Regions from separate parts of the Anas platyrhynchos genome. Here region 1 is linked to region 2. The links are chromatin contacts, called in public Hi-C maps. All regions are on one chromosome and are shown on one strand. The core of a region is the stretch at or near the end of the contact, and the rest is flanking DNA. Distances in the headings are between cores, read along the strand shown. Region 1 overlaps CAMK1D (calcium/calmodulin dependent protein kinase ID). Region 2 overlaps CAMK1D (calcium/calmodulin dependent protein kinase ID).

The links. Hi-C and Micro-C count contacts between places; a contact is called where the count stands out from the background.
Region 1: a Hi-C map of F5 follicle shows a contact between it and region 2, with 2.2 times the contacts expected there. The contact joins two enhancer-like sites. A contact is called at or near these places in 2 of 8 Hi-C or Micro-C datasets (F5 follicle and small yellow follicle).

Annotation. Positions count from the first base shown.
Region 1 is chr1:6,920,878-6,925,219 of IASCAAS_PekinDuck_T2T, reverse strand. The region is part of intron 8 of CAMK1D (calcium/calmodulin dependent protein kinase ID); the gene reads right to left. Among named protein-coding and RNA genes, the nearest start is that of CCDC3, 67 kb to the left of the region's middle. Within about 2 kb of position 3,044, at least 5 of the 8 cell types and tissues checked have an H3K27ac peak or open chromatin away from gene starts, as enhancers often do. A contact at or near this core is called in F5 follicle and small yellow follicle, where this site is marked.
Region 2 is chr1:6,877,403-6,881,434 of IASCAAS_PekinDuck_T2T, reverse strand. The region is part of intron 3 of CAMK1D (calcium/calmodulin dependent protein kinase ID); the gene reads right to left. Among named protein-coding and RNA genes, the nearest start is that of CCDC3, 110 kb to the left of the region's middle. Within about 2 kb of position 2,089, at least 4 of the 8 cell types and tissues checked have an H3K27ac peak or open chromatin away from gene starts, as enhancers often do. A contact at or near this core is called in F5 follicle and small yellow follicle, where this site is marked.

The DNA of each region.
Region 1 (4,342 bases), core at 1,795-4,294, 43 kb before region 2:
GCCCTTCACAGTCCCTGATGGATCCCATACAACATACATGTATATACTCATGAATAGACACGGAGCCCAGCTGCCCTTGCAGCCTTCATACAGTGCATTTTCTGTATTTCTCAGTCATGGAACCATCATATGAGGTGGTTTCTACAGCTTTACCAAAGGCCTGCATGACCCATCTGACATAACAGAATATCCATGACTGCCTCCAGGTCACTTCTGTGAGTCAGCAGCTTGAGAAGTCTCTAGCAGCTTTGCCTGTACAGCTGTCTTAGGTGCACAAGTGCATGAAGATCTGTGTGCACTCCCTGCATACTGCTCAGCCTTTTGGTGCACATGGGCCCTAGCAAATTTTCCTGATGGGAATGCCAGCTGCTAGTCAGAGTCACTCCAAAATGTCATGAGCACTCTACTCTGTCCAGGGACACCTCCTTGGTGTAGACATGTGCCCTCAACATGTACCAGCTGGGAGCACTGCCTGCTATAGTACAGATCTGTGGAAGAAAACTAAATTTTTTAGCCAAGCACTTCATGTGTGGACAACTACAAGCCAAACGATCTGTTCACTAACTGATCAAAATGACAGAGCTGCAGAGAGAAGATTACTTACATTTGCAAGGCACATTTTTCCTCCCAAGCTAATGAAGCATTTTGCTTTATGAACAAGCTTGTTACCAAGCTGTATAAGCACAGATCACATTTCCCACTTGTCAAATTTTATTCTGGAAACATGGGCAGAACAGGGTCCTGGGGTATGCTACCCTTGCCAGGTCTCCCAGAAGATCTTTCCCATCAGTCTCCAGAAGGACTCACAAGTGCATTTTTGCTATATGAAACTTTTCATCAGGCATGCAGCTCAAATACAGACTATATATATTATATACATTGAGTTTAGGAATCATATTCTAAAATGACGGTGGTTTCAGTAAGAAACGGCTGGTTCCAATAGCACACAAACTGTCTCCTACCACCACTAACTCTGTGTTGATGACATAGTTCTGGTAATCCTGAAAAAATAGCCTTGGTATTTGGATGTTTCCCAAATAAGAATAGTCCTTGTCTACTTCACCAAGGGGTTGACGGACACCCTGTGAAGACCTGAAATGCTACACAGGTGGGGACCAACCAACGTCTAAGGTCTCTTCAGCAGCATTAGCACCTTGCAGATGCAAGTTTTTAATCAGAAGAAAATAAGAGCACTGCTGGGGCTGGTTTAGCTCAGCAGGAGATGTTCAAACACGTGCTGGAATGCTGAACGGTGTGGCCCAAAACATAGCCCCAGCTGCCAAAGCTGGCTGTGGGATTGCTCTCCAAGCCGCCTCTGAAGAATTATCCTGTTAACAGTGCAACGCTGTAACATGAGGACTGTGCATTTATACTGTACTTTGCACTTGGAGGATCTTCAATCTTATAAATCTTATAAAATACTCACAGTGTTATAGTGCTTAGAGTATAGTTTTACTTCTAGGAAACCAGAAGAAAAGTTAGTACTCATTCTCTGGCGCGTTTTGCTGGAGATGTGGTGGCTTAAGTACTGAGGTGAAAGAGATGGAAGTTAGCAGGTAGAAGTCATATCTTTTATACAATCAACTGGTAGAGTTTGAAAAGTCAGATGAGCTTTTGGGCACACAAATTCACCCTGAGGTGGGGATCATGAGCGTCATCACATCTGTACTAAATCTGTTTATTCATGAAACTCAGTTACCATGCTGAGAAGTTGACGCATGAAATCTAGTAGAGATATTGGTTTTAGGGCATGTTATAATCTCCCTTCCACTTTTCTCTAACTCCCCATATCTAGAAGATATAAGCCGTCTTGCTTTTTCTTTTAGGACAGAAACAGCTTAGCATTTTTTCTTCTTCCTCCCTCCCCTGCACATATCATTCTGCTACAGGAATCTGCTCCACTTGCCTTGAGAAACAGCCATCTTCTCTTTCAGAGATAAGCAAACTGATGCATATCTACTCAAACCCTGAGCAATAGTTCTTAACTTTGCAGTTCACTTTGATGTTAACTGTGTCAGCGCTGAGGTTTCATTGTTTCTACCAACTATACGTGTTGGCCCACTAAAAGATTTTACTTCTACCTACCACACACTTACACAAAAACAAAATTAAATAAATCTGAACAATCAGAAGCAATCTATTATCATGCTGACCATCACCCGGGACTGAGCAAGGACTCATGACCCTAACTGGGACCTGACTTTTCTCTGGGGGACCCTATTCTGCAGCTACATCCTGACTGCTCTTTGGGGAACTTCGTGCTGAAGCTGGTCTTCCATCAAGTCACAAATATATGAGTGCCTCAGCACAAAGAATCAGCTACCAAGGTCCACTATCTGAATACTGTCCATCACAAATACTTCCACTGAAGCTAATAAGGACTCTGCTCATGAATAACCATAAAAATATGGTCCTGTACAAGAGAGGAATGTAATCTAATGATCAGATATTATTTCAAACTTATGTTAGCTTTTTTTTTTTTTTTTGGTTCCAAGCTATCACAGCAATTTATCTAGATATAGCACTTCTAAGCTTTGAAAGGAACATCCAACAAAGACAAAAACAGTAAGTTTCCTTTTAGATGGTTCTTTGTTAGCATACTGCAAGCATATGTCTGTTGCACGCCGCGTCCTCCCTGCCCATGATGGCAAGCAGAGTCTTTCATCTAGCATTATTTTCTGACCCTTCATACTCACTGAAGGCAGCCAACTCAAACGCCGTGCTGGCCAAGCAGTGCTTGGAAATACTCTTGAGTATGATGACAGGAAGCGTGGAGTTAACTGGAATGGATAAGGCTGAAGGATCACAACTCTTCTATACATGCACGCACACACACATATATGCACAGATACACACATGCATGTGTATAAATATACACACACGCATACGGTATCAGTGGTGCTCCAAAATAAATAGAGTGTGGGGATGAACTCGACAAGGGTTTGATTTAATGTTGTAAACATCAGCAGTTCCCTTCAGAGAGCCCTTTTCGCACTTCAAACAACATTGTCTGAGAACTGAGCTCTTTGTAAACCATGTCCTTTCCCTGGGTGGAAATTATTATCTGGCTCGTGCTCTCTGGCACATAATAAACACACAGGGTCATGGTCACAATTTGCAGGGGTTCGATCCTTGCCAAAGCTTTGCGATTCCTGACGTAGGTGGGGATGGATGTCGGCACGTCCCAAGTATCCGCTCTCCCTCCCCATGAGCAGTGGGGAAGGTGAAGGCCACGCTTGTATCCACTAACACAGGTGTCACAACAATTTAGGTGCCACAACCTCCTTCCCTCCAGTTATGCAGTTAATATAAGGAGGCGATACATATAACACCCTTCAATTTCCACGTCCCCAGTTGTCTGCAATGCTGTAACCAGCAGCAGCACACTGCTCTAAATCCTATTTAAGGTCACTTGGGAAATGCGTGACAAAGCAAATAAGTTCACAGCACATCTTCCAGCTCCCACTTCAGCTTCTTAACTGCTGGGCCTTCTCCTCTCCCTATGAGGACTCTTTTTTCTTTCCCCCTGGGCCAAGGCTGAATTTGGGGCCAGCCCTGGGGCACACAGAACCCAGCTTGACCTGATGGGGAGCACAGTGTGGTCCTACAGCTGGAAAAAACAGATCCGTGGATTTCTGCTGCTTGCCCTTAATCACTGCAGCCTGAGCTGCTGCCTTAAACAGGATGTGGGTTTTGACATGGCAATATATTTAATAAACTTAATTGCTGTCATTAATATGAGCTCGGGAAACATTAAAATGTATCAAGCTGCAGCAAAATTACCCCACTTTTTTGGTACCTTCATTTTCCATGTCCTTTTCGAAAAGTCACAATGGAACAATGAAATAGAACATTGCACCTTTGCAACACATCATAAACAGTGCAAACTTCGGCGAAAGATATGCTATAAAACAAATCACTTTTCCAATGGAAAGCATAAGTCATCTGTATATTAAACTGGAGAAATCTGTATAAATGCACAGATTGTGCAGGCTGCGGTGTAATCATTATACCAACAAGCCTTACATATTGTACTGTTTCTGCTACCATACTTCACTGCAATTATTAGCCTCCTTTTCTGCCAGCTCCAAGTTTAACATACTGTCCTCCTGCCAAGGCCGTTTGATTATAAATAGCAAAACATCACGTAAATGCAGGCATGTGGGGAGCAGATACAGCACAGAAAAGTGGGCCATTAGGAAGAAGTATTTACTTTTTTTAGGGTCTGATCCTGTACAAACATTTAGTCATGTGAATAGCTGGCTATTCTTGAGCATTTTCCTGAAATTCCAGGAGATTATTAACCTTAAAGGCACAAATGCAATATCTTGCAAGATCTAGT
Region 2 (4,032 bases), core at 840-3,339:
TCCAATGATAATTTTTGATAACCCATCATTGGATCCCTTTAAACATTGACTCCAGGCTCCTTAGATATTTGCTCTTTAGAGCAACCTTCCTCTTTTTAGGTTTTGGTAACTTCATTCTTCCTTATTCTGATGTTTCTCCCCCCAAAAAAATGATATTCAGCAGCTACTTTTACAGCCTCTGTGAAATGATGCCTAGGAGCTGAGTGCACACACAGTGATGCTGATTTCTGGCTTTTCATTTGGAAAAGAGAGTTACCATGCTGAAAATTTTTGCTTACATCCGCATCAGTAATGATCTGGCCATGCCTGGTCCAGATACGGACCAGTACTAAATATCCATATTTCAATACTGAATGAACTAAATAAAATATAGAGTCTCCAATTACCACTCTCTTCTGAATATCATTTGTTCGGTCCTACACCTTACTACATCTCATGATGTTTATCTCACTACTGTTCAATTAAAATATTCCCATTTTCTACAGTGGAGACTGATTTTTTTCCAATATTGAGGTAGAGACCAAACTGAATTATTACAGCTTGGATGCAGCCTCAGCTAAATAAAACTTATGCGGCTGTTTAGAGCAATATTATATCCTTAGTCAGTAAATTCAGTTTCCACTGGAGCTGCAAAGCCATTTGTAATGTCATTGTAAGAACCAGGAGTAACAGAAATTGAATTTGGAAACCCCTAGATCGTATGCAAGTGGATTACTCTCTTAACCAATCTTCTCTAAAGAGGGGACAGCGGACATGGGGCACGGTGAGCAAGGATGACCTGCACACACAATCAACCCAAAGCTGTTAAAAACAGTTTATGGCAAAATACTGCTCTAAACCCCACTGCTCCAACCCCTCTGCAATCCACAATGCCGAGCACACCCTACCCTGTCCCATATGAGACTTCCCTCTCACCTACCCCATTCATTGCAATTTTTCGTGTTACCCATTCTTTCCCAGCTCCATGCAGGAAGCCTGGCAGAGGATGTGTTCGTGATGGGCCAGGAATAGTGCTCGTGACTAAAGGTCCACATCTAATTGCAGCTTGCCAGCTGCCTTCTCCCACTGTCAGAGAATTTCCAAGCTGTGCCCCTTGCACAGATAAGGCATGTTGGGGGCCAGGAGGACCTGCTGATTTACTGTGCTTTGGTTGGAGGGTGGGCAGCACAAATACTCTCTCATGGCCCCAAGAGAAGATTTATGATGCACAAAAGAGACATTTTCTTACAAAAATAAAATAATAATGATAAGAAATAAAAACCCATATCTGGCCTTAATTCCTCATACTAGAAAAAAAAAAAAAAAAAAGCAAAAAAAAAAAAAAAAAGCAAACCCCAAACCCTCAGTTGAGCATGTGAGCCACCAAGGAGCTATTTCTGCTCTTCAGTTATTCCTCATGAATTCCACGAGGAGACCCTGACCATGGTGTCCCCATGGGACATGGGAGGAATGAGGTGCCACCAGCAGCCGACAAAGCCCCAGGCAAAACTGGCCAGCAGAAAGGACAGCCTCCAAAAATGATGGGAATCCACTGAGTGAAACCAACTGGGCACGGAGATAAAAGGACGATGCTGCCAACCCCTCGTGCTTGCTCAGTCCCGTTCAGAACTGCAGACCCGAACCAGGTGCCACAGCCGCAAATCTATTGGTTTTATTCCATGCAATAACCGACTTTTTATTCTGAAAGGATAAGCCCTGTCTACTCCTGCAGGAAAAGCATTTGTTGAAAGATAAAGTCAGAGCACAAAACACCAGAGAGAGAGTTTTCAGAATGTCCTGCAGAAAAGAAATGTGCCTTGGGCTTATTTTAATAATTCTTCAATTGTTGCCTTACTGGTGGCTGATTTAGTCCAGGCCATTGAGATGTTTCTAATGGAAATCATCAATTTATCATGGAGATGAATTCCAAGAATCTAATCATGCAGATGAAAACAGACACATGTTCAAGCTAACAATGAAGACTCCAGGAAAAGAGGGAAGATTTTTTATATCTGTTATTTTTAAAGGTAGCTATTTGCTCCTGCCTCTTAACAGTGCAGGCTGGCCAACTGCCAGGCCTTCTGTTTTTTACTGGGTCTGTCCCATGGCCTTGGGAGAGACTGTAAATATCTGCTTCTACATTATTGCTCCAAGGCTGCTGTCTACTCCAGCACTTCACAGAGTTGCCTTGACAGAGAAAACAAAAGTCTCTGGCTAATTCTTCGTTAATCAGCACAAGTCTCCCCATGGTAATTTTATTTTCAGGAGAGCAAATCAATGCCAATAAGCAAATCCTTACAGTTCGTGCTCAATTGTTTAGGAGGTTGTGTTACCGTCCCCTTGTCTATTTCCCTAAAATGTTTCAGTAGGTGAATTAATGACAAACTGGAGAATCTGATGGTTGAAAAAACAAAGCCATAACTGATACAAAAAATAATCTTTACTGGGAAGAAAAAAAAAAAAAAGAGCAAAACTGCACCAGCTGCTCTCAGATGCTCTTCAGAAACCACATCCAGAAGCCCAATACAGCACCATCCAAAGCCTCCTCTCTACCTTACAGCAAGTACCTGGGTCATCTTCTCAAGGTCTGACCAGCAGCTTGAAGATACTGCTGGTGCTGGGTGACACTCGTGCCCATCCCACATGAGAGCACCATGAAAATCCCCCTCTCAGGAGCAGCATCCCAAAGGCAGTTCCTTGAAAGCACCATCCCAAAGCAGAATGAGTGAATAGTGAGGACACAGTCCCTATTTCCCACAGCCCACAAAGCATCCAACAGGACTATCCCAAAGCCCCCCCCAAATCTTGCTGCCTCCTGCTCTTTGCTGTGCCCCATGCAGTTTTCCCTTAAGCTTTACCTCCTGGGGACCATACAGGATATAATTCCCCCATGTCTCACATTTCATACTTAAACTGCCCCATAAAATCCCATTCATGAGCAACCCTGAAGCAACAGCGAAAACCTAAGCTGTGAAACTGCATCACCTTCAGATTACAGCTGTAACTGCCCTCCCAGCTCAGCCTTGCTGCTCTCAAGAGAGGTTCGTGGCAGGAGATGACCCAAGAGCATCATTTCTGCCAGCCACAGACAAGGTGCAAGCCAGCTCACACAGTCTGAGACCTTATCCCACCTCTGGGGGACATAAATCTTTGTGCTGATGGGCATGATGCTAACGTGCTCTGAGATGCCACCACAACAGCTCAGGACATTTCATAGGGACTCCATTTACATTTACTTGCTGTCTACTTCATTTGGCCGGTGTAAGATCTGATAACATCCTGGGCATTTCTGCAGGTAAAAGCATGACTTCACCATTTCAGCTGTGATATAAAAAAAAATAAGGCTTTAATCTTCCTTTTTCATGCTACAGTCATACTCTTAAGTGCCAGTCCTAGCTCCTTAGCATCTTTTGCATGTGTTATAAACACAGCTATGTGAAAATTAAAACCAAAAGTTCCTCCTCCACCTCAAATCAAAACTAAAGCAGTGATTAGATCAAGCCCAATGTGAAAATTAAAATCAGAAGTTCCTCCCCCATCCCAAGCCGAAACTAAACTAATGATTAGATCAAACCCAAACAATAATCTAGCAAATATAGCTCTCACTGTGCTCCTGGGCTGCGTGATTTATACACAGACTAAGAATGCCTGGGAGTTGAGAAAACAGCTGGATACAGAGGGTTTTTTTTGCTAATATGGTAGTGAGAGTGCATTGCAAAAGCTCAGAGACAAAAATGAAGCAGACACTGTGACCGTGGGGCTCACAAGCCCTGCACAGTGATCTGAGTGTCCTGCATGCATCCAGCTTTGGCATCCTGCAGTGGGGAAATATTGAGCGAGGCAGCCCTGGATGTACCCGTGGGGCTGCACTGGTTACAGAGGTGGAGGATTTCACTCAGAGTTAACCCGGGACTTGACAAGGAAGCAAGTTTGTGGCCAGTGAGACCAGCAGTGACCCTGAGGTTGTGAAGAAGGATGTGGCACAGCTGTGACACAATTTGTGGAGCAGGGCAATTAGTTAAGAGCACTAAGACTTGTTCTGGCACACAGCAT